Regions from separate parts of the Mus musculus genome. Here regions 1, 2 and 4 are each linked to region 3. A link is a contact called in public HiChIP or PLAC-seq and promoter capture Hi-C data. All regions are on one chromosome and are shown on one strand. The core of a region is the stretch at or near the end of the contact, and the rest is flanking DNA. Distances in the headings are between cores, read along the strand shown.

Region 1 (2,843 bases), core at 154-2,653, 130 kb before region 3:
ACTTGACTTTTTCAAGGTCAGAATTGGAGCTAGGATCCTAATGGGCTAGCAACAGGGACATCCCAACCTTGGGCCTCCCAACCTTGGGCCGTCACAAATAGCGCCCAGGCCGTGGATTACCACATTCATGTGAGTTCCCAAAAATAAAGACTGTTTTTCCTGGCTCCCAGCCCAACAGTCTTAGCCTAGGTGGAGTGCTGAGGTCTGAGACAGGTGGAGTCAGCACCTTAGCAACCCCACACCCGTCCCATCTTAAGAGGGGGTTCATGAATGCAGTAGATACACTGACCAGCTGAGGAAGATCCCTGGAACAACCCACAGAAGATGATCAAAATGAGGCAGAGGACCTGCACGCCTGCAAGATTGTCACCAAGCCAGACAACCTGGGTTGGAGTCCAAGAACCCATATGGGGGATGGAGAGTTGCCCTCTGACCTCCATAAGTTATCAGAAGGCAACATGTCACCCAGTCATGCCATAGGAACCCTACCAACGAGAGTGTGCCCCAGAAGTTCACCTGTTAAAAACCTCAGTCCCAGCCATTTGTTAATGGTTTAGGTAGTAATGACTTTAGTGGCTTTATAAAAGGGAATCTTAAACTAGTGTGCCTGCTCTGTCGTGTCAGGTCTCCTACCATGTTATCAGGCAAGAGAAGAACACTGGAGTTGGGAGCGCCATGCTTTTGATAGTCAGCCTCTGGAACCATGAGCTATAATTACCCAATCTGTTTGTATCCAGCTATAGCAACTGAAAGGAAGAATGTGATTGTTTTTCTGAATTTTTTTTTAATGTGACACACAAGAAATGTTTTTAAATAAAAGACAAAATAAAAACTATGTCTGAAAAGTGGATGGGAATAGTGGGGGTGGGACGCTGCTAATGAGAAGTGTTAAGTGTAGCCAGGTCTTGTGCCTTATCAGAATCTAGTGACAAACACCTGGGCTCCCTAGGGAGTGACACTGGGCTAAGGCAGCTATATGGGGGTTTTTGTTTGGTTGAGTTGGTTTGGTTTTGGTTCCCAACCCCCACCCACCCCGCTGATAATCCAACTTGGGCCTGGAGAGAGTTTCTCCCCAGGGACCAGAGTCTTAGCCCCACATCCCAGTGGTAGTCCCTTGTAATATTGCTTCACTTCACACATCCACTCCTTCCCTGACCTTTGCAACCAACTGAGTGCTCAAGGCAAGATTGCTTAAGGATGCAAAGCCCTGCTGGGTGAGTTGCTCAAACCTAGGAACGACGGGTGAGCCAGCCACGCTCTGACGCCCGGGAGGCTGGGTGGGGCCCGAGCCGGAGTAAAGCAACAGCACACAGAGTGGAGAGAGCGTCTAGCACACAGCGTGCCCTGGTGGGGGCTGGAATCCGCATGGCCATCGGTTATCTGCTTATGGCGGATCTAAAGTGCTCTCACTTCTTAAGACTCCTGCCTTAAAGCTCTGCGGGCGGCCGATTGCAGCGAGGACTCCCGGGACCCGCTCAGTCAGCGCTGCGTGGAGCTCGCCTGACCCCTACCGGCCATCCGCGGACTCGCAGGCGCGGTGACTTTCTGGACGCTCCAGTTTCCCACTCGTGCTCTGGATGCACGGTTTCCAAGACTGAAATTTCCCCAGAATTTGTATTTTACTAAATGAGAACATTGAAAGATCACTATCCACTATCACCACCATCTCATACAAGAAGGCCAAACAAAAACAGGGAGACCATAAACAGCAAAGATGAGTGTGGTATTCTTTTAAAAATTATGGTCAGAGTTTAAAAAACTGTAATTTTTTTTCCAAAACTTATTTTATGTGTATGAGTATTTTTCTTGCGTGTGTATATGTGTTCTGCTTGTTAGTCTGATACCCGCAGAGACCAGAAGAGGAGCTGGATTCCCTAGAACGATGTTATGAGTTGCCTTGTGGGCAGCGGGGAAACCCATTCAAGGGCCTCTCAATGAACAAATGCCCCTAACCCGGGGGAGCCGTCTCCCCACCCTCCAAAACAATGTAAGTTTTTAAAAGTTTATTGAAGAGGAAAGCCTGTCCCCTCCTTCCCCCTGTACCATTCCCCCAGGACAAAACTTCTTTTGAATCTGTAAGGAGTTCCTTTTTGGCTATTCATGCTTCTAAGTGCTCTATTGATTGATTGGTTCGATTGTAGGTCCTCCTAAGGATACTGTTTTAATGTGCATAATTGTCATTTATGACAATCTTGTTATATGCTCATATTTTTTTCACTATCCAACAGGCATTTAGACAAGCCCCCAGATAGATGGGGGGTGTGGGGGGGGACAGGGCAGGAGCACATACCAGCCTCTTCTTCTGCCTATATTCCACTCCACAGTGGAGGAACTCAGAGCCACACTATGCAAGGTGGGGGCTCTCCCCTACTGTGCTCTACCTACTTCCTCTAACCAAGAGCCATTCAGAATTCGACTTCTCCACACCAATCCAACTTGCCTCCCTTCTTCCAGTCCAGGTCGCTGAACTGCACCTCCACCCTGAGCCAGAGAGAACAATGGAGCCTCCTCTGATGGAGCCAACCATGCATCCCAGCACATTTAAGGTCAATACAAAGGTTACACTGGGCATAGTAGGCATCTTGTATACCCAAGCACTCAGGAGCCTGAAGGAAAGGATTACAGTGACGTTGAGGCCAGCCTGAGCTATATATCCAGTTCAAGGCAAGCCTGGGCTACCTAAGTAAAAGGACTGGGAAAGTGCCCCCCAAATAAAGACCTAACATCTCAGTAGAGCTCCTTTGTCCCAGATGCTTTGGAGACTGAAGCAGGAGGATCACTTGGGGCCAGGAACTTGAGGCTACCTGAGCAACACACTAGACCCAGTGTTAATAAGGAAGCAT
Region 2 (3,109 bases), core at 278-2,777, 250 kb before region 3:
TTTCATCTGTGGCCCTTTGGAGAAGATGGCAATAGCTTGGGAGGTCTGTTGTTGCTGGGAGACACCCAGAAAGGCAATTAGGAGAAATGGGATAGTGTTAACACCCCAGGCATGGTCCAGGCCTCAACCCTGCCTGTCTCCAAGGTGAGACTTACACCGGGAACCTGGCTGATGGTGACCGTGAGGCTGTCGGGTTGGAGGAGCCCTGGAGTGGTCACAGCCATGCCCCCCTGCTCCGCCTGCCGACGATCTTCCTCGATCTCCTGTGGGAGGGCCTGAAGTCAGCAAGGCCATGGCCCCCCAGGCTCACAGACACACAGACACTGACAGGCCTACACAGAAAAACACCAATGGGACACCAGGGGGCAGAGGCACCACATCACCAGTGCCCAAGACTTTGATGGGGGCATGGGCTAAGGCCCTCAGAGAGAACCCACTGTGTAAACAGCCTTTTGAAGGTAGCCAGGGACCCCAGCCACAGGAGTCCTCTCAGCCGACACAACACACTCACCTGGTACCTTCGTAGTAAGGCCTGGTTCTTCTTGCGCAAGGCAACTATCCTACGGTCCAGCTCGGCATCTTTTTCCTCATGCCGGCGCATTGTGGACTCGGCTTTGTGGGGCCCCTGTAGAAGGCATGGAACCCAATACAAGGAACGGATTTTAGCCCCAAGCTACAGCACCCAGGGTGAAAGAGGTTTCTTAGGAAGATGGTCTACAGAGGGCCAAACCCCACCCCAGTGAGGCCTGTCTGCCAGTTTGCCTACTGAGGGCTCAGGTCAGGGTTTCATACCCAGGGCCTCGGCTCCCAGCAGCAGGCTGCCCCTCCCCCTGGCTCCCCAGGGGGTTCTGCTGTGAGCACAGTCTGGAATGAGAGTTAAAAATGGCTCTGGCAGCCGAACCTGCCGTGACTGGGAAGCTGCCAGGGGATTCAGGAGGTCGAGGGGGGACACTTTGCCTCCCAAATCTAGAACCACACACACAGAGACAGGCTTTAGCTTGGTTCTGGCCTCCCAGGCACCGGACCCCACTCCCTAAGCCTGTGCCCAGTCCGAAGGAGAGAGCAGCTCCCACGGGCTCCGCGAGCCCTCCAGGTCTGAGCTGCTGACTGATGGGGCAGGAGAACAGCAGGCCCAGCTGGGAGCAACTCTGGGCCGAGCCATGCCTCTGCATCAAGATCTGCGGTTCTTCTCTGTCTGGCTGTGGGGTCTATGTTTTGCTCAGCGCCTTGCCCGGCCCACCACCTGCCTCCTCGTGGCTCTCTTTCTCCCAGGCCCAGCTGCCACCAGCTGTCCCCAGAATGTGGCTGCTTCGTAGCTTAGCTCCCTCCCATCCTCTAGAAGCCCCCCTGCCAAAGAGGAGGTGCCACTCACGGCCAAATGCATGGAAATACCAGGCGCTGAGAGAATTTCAAAACAGCTCCCGGGAGCCAGAGCTGGAGGGAAGCTGGAGCCACCAGAGCCGGCCCTGTCGGCCTCTCCCTGCCGGCTTCTGCTTCGCTGCTCAGCACAAGAGATCATGTTGTGATTACAAAAGAGCGCTCTGGGCTCCCAGCCAGGAACGCCTAGCCGCCACCCCCACCCTTCCACTCGCAGAGGGCGAGGACCGGGGCACCAGCAGCCGGCTGGTCTTGTCTAGCACATATCCCTGCCCTGCCTCAGTGTCCTCGCACAGGAGATCTAGGCACGAAGGGCCCACTTTCACCTGTGATCCTGAGCCCCAGTAAGACCCGCCCGCCTGTGTGTGCCCACAAATGGGATAGCTGGGTCTTCATCCCTCCCACTAGGAGAAAAAGGCAAGAGATGCAGGTTCCACACGATGGCTGACGGCCCTCCCTCGGGGCGTTTCTCTGCTTTCCTGCTGGCTGTCCAGTCAGCGCATTTAAGTCGTTAGATAAGAGTGAGAAACCTCCTCCCCAAGGCCATCTCACACCACCACAGACCCAAAATGCCACTCTCCCCCATTTGGTTTCTGAGCTGGAATGTGCTTTTCTCTGTACTCCAAGCATGGCCACTCCTGGAGGCCTAACTCTCTGGGTCTCCAGACCCCTACCATGCTAAAAGGAGCCTTTCTATGGGGTCCTTAACCCAGCAGAAGCTGGGAACAGTTAGCAGCCCTCTTCCCTTGGGATCCTCTCACAGAGCCCTTTCATCCTGACACTCCCAGGATAACATTTGCAGACTCTCAGATCCCAAGAAAGGACACAGACTCCTTCCCCAAGTAAGTATCTTCACACAGCCGAGGCCAGTCTCTGCCCAGGGGTGCCTAGGTCAGCTTCAGTTCTTATGTGGTCCTGACTTCCAGGCCTTGACATGAGTGTCACAAACTCTGGCATCCCCTATGTCCCTGACTGACCAGGCCTCAGATATTTCCCCTCACCATAATCTACCCCCACCCCGGTCTCTAGCCACCATGCTAAGGCCCTTTGCTGTCCAGGCTCTCGCCCCTGGCCCCACACCCCCATCTCTGCAGCTCCTGAGTTCCCATCCTGCTTGCAAATGCCACTGTGTACCCTCCTCCCTTCCTGCCGGATGTTCCCACTGAGTCAGACTCTTGTCTACTTTCCCAGCAACAGTGACGCACCCGAGCTCCTAGATCTCTCTCTCTCTCTGTCTCCCTCTCCGCTTTTGTCTACACACACATACACACACACACACACACACACACACACACACACACACACACACACACGTACAAGCACACACTTCCTCCACCTTCTCTGCACCCTGCCTCACAAATACTGCTGAGGTCAGCCTTATCCCAGAAACCTCCAGAAGTCCCAAGCTTCCCACTGTAACCGCCCCTGCTACACAGATCGCAGTCCGAGAGGGAGAGAGACCTAATGCAGCCCCCACTCTTTGTAATTTTAGTCCTTGATCAGGTTTAGAAAGGAGGGATGTAAACAGACTACAGAGACGAGGCCAGGTTTTTGTCCTTCTCAGCTTCCACTGCCAGCCAGTGTCAGAGCAGAGGGGTCAGGAGGCACAGGTAGACATCTGGCAACCCTGCAGATAGGATGACCCAGCCCCCTGTAAGAGCTTCAGGAAGATATCCTGAATGTAGACACAAAAGTTTCCCAGCCACCAGGCTGAAGTACCATGTACCCTGAA
Region 3 (2,930 bases), core at 361-2,860:
TATACTGAACCAGCCATCATTGGAAAATACAATTTGCCGCATATAATTCCAGTTGTCGTGGAACAGGAAGAAAATAACTTAAAATAAATCAAGTTAGAAAAAACAAACAAAACAAAACCACAAGCCCTGTCCTTATAGAGATATATTTATCACGTCTGAACGGGGATAATTTGTACATCTTCCATCAATGTAACCAGGTCATGTCCAGGGTATCATAGCCAACTTTCTAGATGCAAACCTGATGTTGTCACTGCCCTTCTTTAACCGGCCATTAGCTCCTCTTCCCTGAAGCCCTCCACACGGCCTTGCTGTATTAGCATCTCTTGTTTTGGCGCCTTCTTTGCTCTCTATGCTCCACTGAACAACGTTCTCAGGATCCTTCAAACACCCTTTCGCCTAAGCTCTTTGTACACACTTAGGCTCCCCTATACTCTCTCTCTTTTAAAAAATATTTATTTATTTTTTTTTATTTAATATATATGAGTGCACTGTAGCTGTATAGATAGATGGTTGTGAGCCTTCATGTGGTTGTTGGGAATTGAATTTAGGACCTCTACTTGCTCAGGTTGGCCCCGCTCGCTCAAGTCAAACCACACTCAGTCCGGTCCAAAGGTTCATTTATTATTATGTCTAAGTACACTGCAGCTGTCTTCAGAGGCACCAGAAGAGGGCGTCAAATCTCATTACCAGTGGTTGTGAGCCACTATGTGGTTGCTGAAATTTGAACTCAAGACCTTCGGAAGAGCAGTCAGTGTTCTTACCCGCTGAGCCGTCTCGCCAGCCCCCACCCCACCCCCATACTCTTAACACTCTATTTCTTCCTGCTCCGACTGGTTCTTCTGCAGTGGCTTCCTTAAGTGGCCTTTCTCCAACACCTGCCACCAGCTGGCCTAGGGCTCTCATCTCTCCTCTGCAGGTGCTCAGAAGTGCCCTGTACTTACATTTCCTTCTGTTGGGGTTCTACTTTATTTACCACCACACCCAGTGCCTGGAGCAGGACAGAGGCTCAGCACACGATGGTTGGCTGAATGGATCTCTGCCTTAAATAGTCTACTGCTAGGCTCGAGTAAACAGTGCTCCCACAAACTATGACTACAATGACAGCGTCCTGTCTCGACTCCTGTAACTGAAATAGAGCCGATGCTGCGTGAGGTCGTCTGAAGAAAATGTGAGCAGTTTTATGTGGCTTGGGGAGGCAGGATGGAAGATGTGGCTCAGGGCATCTTTCCTCTTCCAGCAATCATCTGGTTAGGCAGGCCTGCCTGAAAGGGACACACCTTGGCAACAGTTGGTGGGATACTTGTTTATGCTGTGTGAACGTCCGGAGCCTATTTCTGGAGCAGGTACTGGATGCAAGCCTGTGCCATTCCAGCACTGACCTTGCCAAGCCCTGGGTGATGAGTACATACGCCAGAAAAAAAAAAAAAAACAGTGCCAGTCACTTACTTCCCTGGCTCCCACCCAACCTTCCCTGCATCTACCAGGTCATTAATGCCTTATCCCTGGCTGGTAATTACCTCCCGTGACTGAGGCTGAGCGCTATCACTGCGGTTGCTCTACCGTGTCCTTCAGTAAGGACACGGAAGGAAGCTGGGTGACGAGGCTCTCCCCAACACTCGCACTTCACCGATTTAAGGAAGTTCTCCCTAGAGCTTCGGGGTGAAAGGAACCAGATGAGTGTTTTAGGCCAATCTTATCTTTCCTATGGTTAGTCTAATTACTGAAAGGGAACTGGAACACAAAGAGGTCATTTGACTTATTTATGACCACACAGTAAGCCACAGGACAAAGATAGCACCCCAGATGCCTGGTTTCAAATTTAGTGCCCCTTCAGGAGCTTAAGACAATTCTATATGAGTACAGAGTTGGCTTCAGGAGCTGATGTCAGATTCGGTGTAGGTTAATGGGGTTTCACTTATTAAAATAATAAATAAATAAAATTAATAAAATACTTAGGTAAGTGACCATAGCTAAAACTTGCTGATTTTTTTTTTTTTTTTTGGTTTTTCGAGACAGGGTTTTTTCCTGTGTAGCTCTGGCTGTCTTGGAGCTCACTTTGTAGACCAGGCTGGCCTTGAACTCAGAAATCCACCTGCCTCTGCCTCCCAAGTGCTGGGATTAAAGGCATGCGCCACCACGTCCAGCACAGCTTTGCTGAATTCTTAATCAAGATGGCTGGAGCTCTGAGCCCTTCCTCTCACACCTCCAGCAGGTTTTCTCAGAATCAGTCTTCTGCCTTCTCAGACCACAACGTCTGTGTTCTGCTTGTTGTTGTTGTTGTTTTCAACATGTATTTTTTTTATCTGTCTGTAGGGGGGGATGGTGCCCCCAGAAGCTGTAAGTGGGTGTTGGATCCCCTAGGGTTGGAGTTACAAGCAATGGTACGCTGTCTGGTGTGGGCACTGAGAACTGAGCGCAGGTCCTCTGCAAGAGCAGCCAGTGCTCATAACTGTTGAGCCATCTCTCCAGCCCCCAAATGTCTATTTCTGAGGTAGAAAATAGGAGGTAGAGAAAAGAAAAAGCTAAGATTTTTGCCTTAATTATAGAACCACTACTTTTGGCTATAAAAGACTGTCTTACGGTCCCTAGGACCAGCTGCTCTTTGGTAGAGTTCCTCTGAACCTTACTTGTTTTCTTCCTTCTCGTTCCGGAGGAGGAATGGTTTTCTTTTATGATATGGGATGAAGAAAAATCTTAGCTTTTTTCTTTTACTCCTCCCCATGTAGCCGAAGCCATTAGTTGGCCCCAGAGGAATAGAGAGGTCTGTCATCTGGCTTCCAGAGAGAGGGGGGGGGCAGCTAGAGAGCCTGGGGCAGCACTGGATTCTATCAGTGTTCAGGCTTCCCAAGGTGCCACCAAGGGCCACCTTTTATATCAAATATATCCAACTCACCAATAGTAGCAGGAATAGAGCTGACACTGGTAGTTAA
Region 4 (2,990 bases), core at 448-2,947, 240 kb before region 3:
GTCCACATCACTGAGAAATCAGAAGAAATGAAGACACAAGATGAGGAGTCTGCATGGAATCCCCAGCTGACCTGGCACCGGGTCTAAACTAGAATTTTCCCTTGCAAATAAATAGCCTCTTGGAGGCCATATTTGTTGTTGTTAGAGACTGTCTTTCTTCATATCCGACTGGTCCTCAGAGCCCAGTTCTATCTAAATTTCATTACTATGAAGGCCAGATATCCGTCTTGGCATTCTCAGAAACTTGACTGAGTGGTACCCACAACATATCGCTGCTGAAGATCACTGATCTGATGGGGGCTTCCACAGCTCTGAGTACATTCTCACCATTTCCTGAAAACATACTGAACTCCCAACCTTCTTTTGTTACAGTCTCCTAAATCCCACTCCAGGTGAAGCATGCTCTGCCTGTCTTTCATGCCTTCACATTTCCAAAACCTCCCCAGCCAGCCGCAGCTCCACTGTCTCCAGGAAGCTTGCTTTAAAGCTATTCGAAAGAAATGTCTCTCTTTGTACCCTGCCCTTTCTCTGCCACAAATTGTAGATCAGAGGTGCTATCAACCATCTCCTAGGTCTAGCCACACCCTGGCCTCCTGGCACTGATTTAAGGCTGCCTTTATCTCTGCAGCCAACTGTAAGTCACTCAAGGCACTTACTTCTAAACCTCCAGATCCACTCAGCCCGGGCTCTAGAACCCGTGCCTGCCTAGACCAGCACTTGGACACAATTAAGGGATATCTTTAAGCCAAATCTCTTGAGTCTGACTCTCCTCAGCCCATTGCTTCTAGCTTGTCACCTCCATGCACAGCACAGCCAGGCCCAAAACAGCCTGCTTGTTGTGAAGTTTTTTTGTTTTTTTTTTTTTTTGTTTTTGTTTTGTTTTTGTTTTTTTGTTTTTTGTTTTTTGTTTTTTGTTTTTTCTTTTGCCTAACCAAATCTACCAAGGACTCCTCTACACTGAGGCTTCTCCTACTTCTGGTATTCACTATAATTCAACTACAGTTCTCTAGCCAGGCCTGCCCTTCCGACCAACACCTCAATTCCTTCACAGCTAGTCCCTCGTCGGGGCTGGCAAGTGCTCCGAAGTGGGTGGCTATCAGGTCTCTCTGTAGGTGGAGAGTGGTGGTAACTGCATGAAAGGGGCTGGGCATCCCTCCTCCTCTCACTCCCCCTATCCCTTGTTGCGCACTTAAAAGATTCGAGAAGAGGCTTTAATGTAGGAAGAGGCCGCAGGCTCAGAGCCAGGTCCAAAATGGGAGGAGTGACCCAACTCGAGCAGATACCCATCTCTCCCTCGGGAGGACAGAACACTGAGAGAAGCCTAGAGAAATAAGGGTATTTATGAGACCCAACCTCTCTGCTTCCCTGCGTTACAAAGTGTGGATGCCTGGGGTTCAAGTTGGGAGGATTTTACCCGGGTTGTTCCTTTTTAGTTTCTTGTAAAAAGTACAAGGCGTCCAGGAGGGACGGTCTGGCCATATTACTAAGGACAATGATGAGAGCTGGTCAGGGTAGAGAGGCCTGTACTGCAGCCTACAACCTTCGTGACAACGAACCCCCAGCCCCCCATGCTGCGGCTCTGCCGCAGCTCGTGTCCCTGTCTCCCCTCCATCCTTCCTGCCCTCTGTCCATTGGCGGATTTCTCTTCGGCCCCGCCCAGCGACTGGCCTCTGGAGCTGACGCATGCGCAAGATCCCACCGCTGCCGCTGCTTCAGCACCAGAGCCCGGACAGCGGCGCCGCCCACGGGCATGGACGGTGGTAGCAGCCCCAGCTGCTGCAGCGATCTTCTCTTTGCCAGTTTCTGAACCGCAAGCAGCGGCCTGAGGGGAATACATTAGCCCCAGAAGGCAGCTGCCGGAACAAGTAGGAAGAACCCCTCCGTAGATCCTGCTGGAAGATCTTCTCAGTAAGCCTGCATCAGGTATCCTAAATAGCCGCCGCCACATATCACCTCATCCATTCCCCAGCTCTCTTCTGAAAGCCTTTTCCCGAGGCGAGTATGATTGTACACCTTCATTTTGCCTGGCTAGTTCATCCTCTCTCATCGACACTTGATAATACCAGTTCTCGTTGCTTTCACCTCCTGGGGGACCTGCCCCACCCACTGTTCTCTCCTTTCCCCTAAGGCCGCAGATGTCCATTTCCTTAGCTTCTAGAGCTTCCCCAACTCCCTGAGGCCTTGCCTCTGCGTCTTTGCAAAAGGCCTCAGGACCGCAGCTATGTCGGTCTGCATGTCAGTGAGCAAAGGGGTGTGCATGTACAACGGGGGGAAAAAAGGCTGGCCAAAGCAGGTATCCTAGGGAGAGAAGGCGACATTTGGGATCTACACCACGGGCTGACTGTCTGTCCATCACCATCAGTTCCTTGTCTGCCCACTGCCATCGGTTGCTCTGCTGCCCAGCAAATCGTTGTTTGTTTTCCCTGCATGGCCTCCTGCTTGTGTACACACTGGCTTTAGCCTCCGTGTATGGCAAAAACTAGACTGAAGCCATGACCGCTGAAGGAGCCTGGGGGGGGGGGTGGAAGAGAAAAAAAAAAACCACCTTCCCACTGAGCGCCCATTCCCAGAACTGGGTACCCTTCATTTTTCTGACTTCATCAGACGTGTGGTGGAACAGTCTGGCCAGGTAGCAATATGGCGCCATTTGTGTGTCCTGCCTGACTCTGCCGCCCCCAGAATCTCTCTTCAGACATGACACTTCATCTCTTTCCTGCCTGGACTGAAATAAAAGGCATTTTTAAGAGGCAAAAGGCAGTTGCAGACACCTTATCTCAGATTATCGGATTTAAATTGTACATTCTGTTTCTCAGAAGCAGGAGAAAGCCCCACAGGTGGAAGCAAATGTTTTCTCCCTCTTTTATTAAATTATTACCCTGAGAGAGATAAAATCTTATTCAAGAGGGCAAATCACAGTATGGGTATATTCTCCAGACCAGAGCACAGGCCAGGGACTCTGCTTGGAGCCACAACCTGACCAAAAGAAGGTG

The links. Promoter capture Hi-C pulls out the DNA fragments that hold promoters and counts their contacts. HiChIP or PLAC-seq counts read pairs in DNA pulled down with a chosen protein or histone mark.
Region 1: a contact with region 3 is called in an H3K4me3 HiChIP or PLAC-seq map of bone marrow-derived macrophages, with 3 times the contacts expected there. The contact joins two enhancer-like sites. A contact is called at or near these places in 2 of 39 promoter capture datasets (liver and macrophages), 5 of 484 Hi-C or Micro-C datasets (the G1E-ER4 cell line, bone marrow-derived macrophages, embryonic fibroblasts and 2 more), 3 of 115 datasets of contacts at active chromatin or transcription factors (the 230-238 cell line, bone marrow-derived macrophages and large pre-B cells) and 1 of 9 other capture datasets (liver).
Region 2: an H3K4me3 HiChIP or PLAC-seq map of bone marrow-derived macrophages shows a contact between it and region 3, with 3 times the contacts expected there. The contact joins the promoter of Ccdc9b here to the enhancer-like site in region 3. A contact is called at or near these places in 2 of 39 promoter capture datasets (the HPC-7 cell line and liver), 1 of 15 datasets of contacts at CTCF or cohesin (large pre-B cells), 2 of 484 Hi-C or Micro-C datasets (the AML12 cell line and bone marrow-derived macrophages), 4 of 115 datasets of contacts at active chromatin or transcription factors (bone marrow-derived macrophages, embryonic stem cells, pancreatic cancer cells and 1 more) and 2 of 9 other capture datasets (adipose tissue and embryonic stem cells).
Region 4: a contact with region 3 is called in a promoter capture Hi-C map of the HPC-7 cell line, with 2.7 times the contacts expected there. The contact joins the promoter of Disp2 here to the enhancer-like site in region 3. A contact is called at or near these places in 7 of 39 promoter capture datasets (the C10 cell line, the HPC-7 cell line, fetal liver and 2 more), 3 of 484 Hi-C or Micro-C datasets (the AML12 cell line, the G1E-ER4 cell line and bone marrow-derived macrophages), 1 of 115 datasets of contacts at active chromatin or transcription factors (bone marrow-derived macrophages) and 1 of 9 other capture datasets (adipose tissue).

The regions. Positions count from the first base shown.
Region 1 is chr2:118,882,073-118,884,915 of GRCm38.p6, forward strand. It overlaps Ivd (isovaleryl coenzyme A dehydrogenase), which reads left to right. Exons shown (of 12, transcript NM_019826.4): 12 at 1-837. Among named protein-coding and RNA genes, the nearest start is that of Gm32798, 4.3 kb to the right of the region's middle. Within about 2 kb of position 1,404, at least 150 of the 459 cell types and tissues checked have an H3K27ac peak or open chromatin away from gene starts, as enhancers often do. A contact at or near this core is called in the 230-238 cell line and bone marrow-derived macrophages, where this site is marked.
Region 2 is chr2:118,761,134-118,764,242 of GRCm38.p6, forward strand. Ccdc9b (coiled-coil domain containing 9B) reads right to left here and starts at 1,528. Exons shown (of 11, transcript NM_001001982.2): 1 at 1,373-1,528; 2 at 512-625; 3 at 156-263. The coding sequence starts at 1,519.
Region 3 is chr2:119,014,346-119,017,275 of GRCm38.p6, forward strand. No RefSeq gene overlaps it. Among named protein-coding and RNA genes, the nearest start is that of Ccdc32, 14 kb to the right of the region's middle. Within about 2 kb of position 1,611, at least 92 of the 459 cell types and tissues checked have an H3K27ac peak or open chromatin away from gene starts, as enhancers often do. A contact at or near this core is called in the 230-238 cell line, the HPC-7 cell line, bone marrow-derived macrophages and 1 more, where this site is marked.
Region 4 is chr2:118,778,022-118,781,011 of GRCm38.p6, forward strand. Disp2 (dispatched RND tramsporter family member 2) reads left to right here and starts at 1,698. Exons shown (of 8, transcript NM_170593.3): 1 at 1,698-1,923. It overlaps Phgr1 (proline/histidine/glycine-rich 1), which reads left to right. Exons shown (of 4, transcript NM_001145644.2): 4 at 1-144. The coding sequence ends at 14.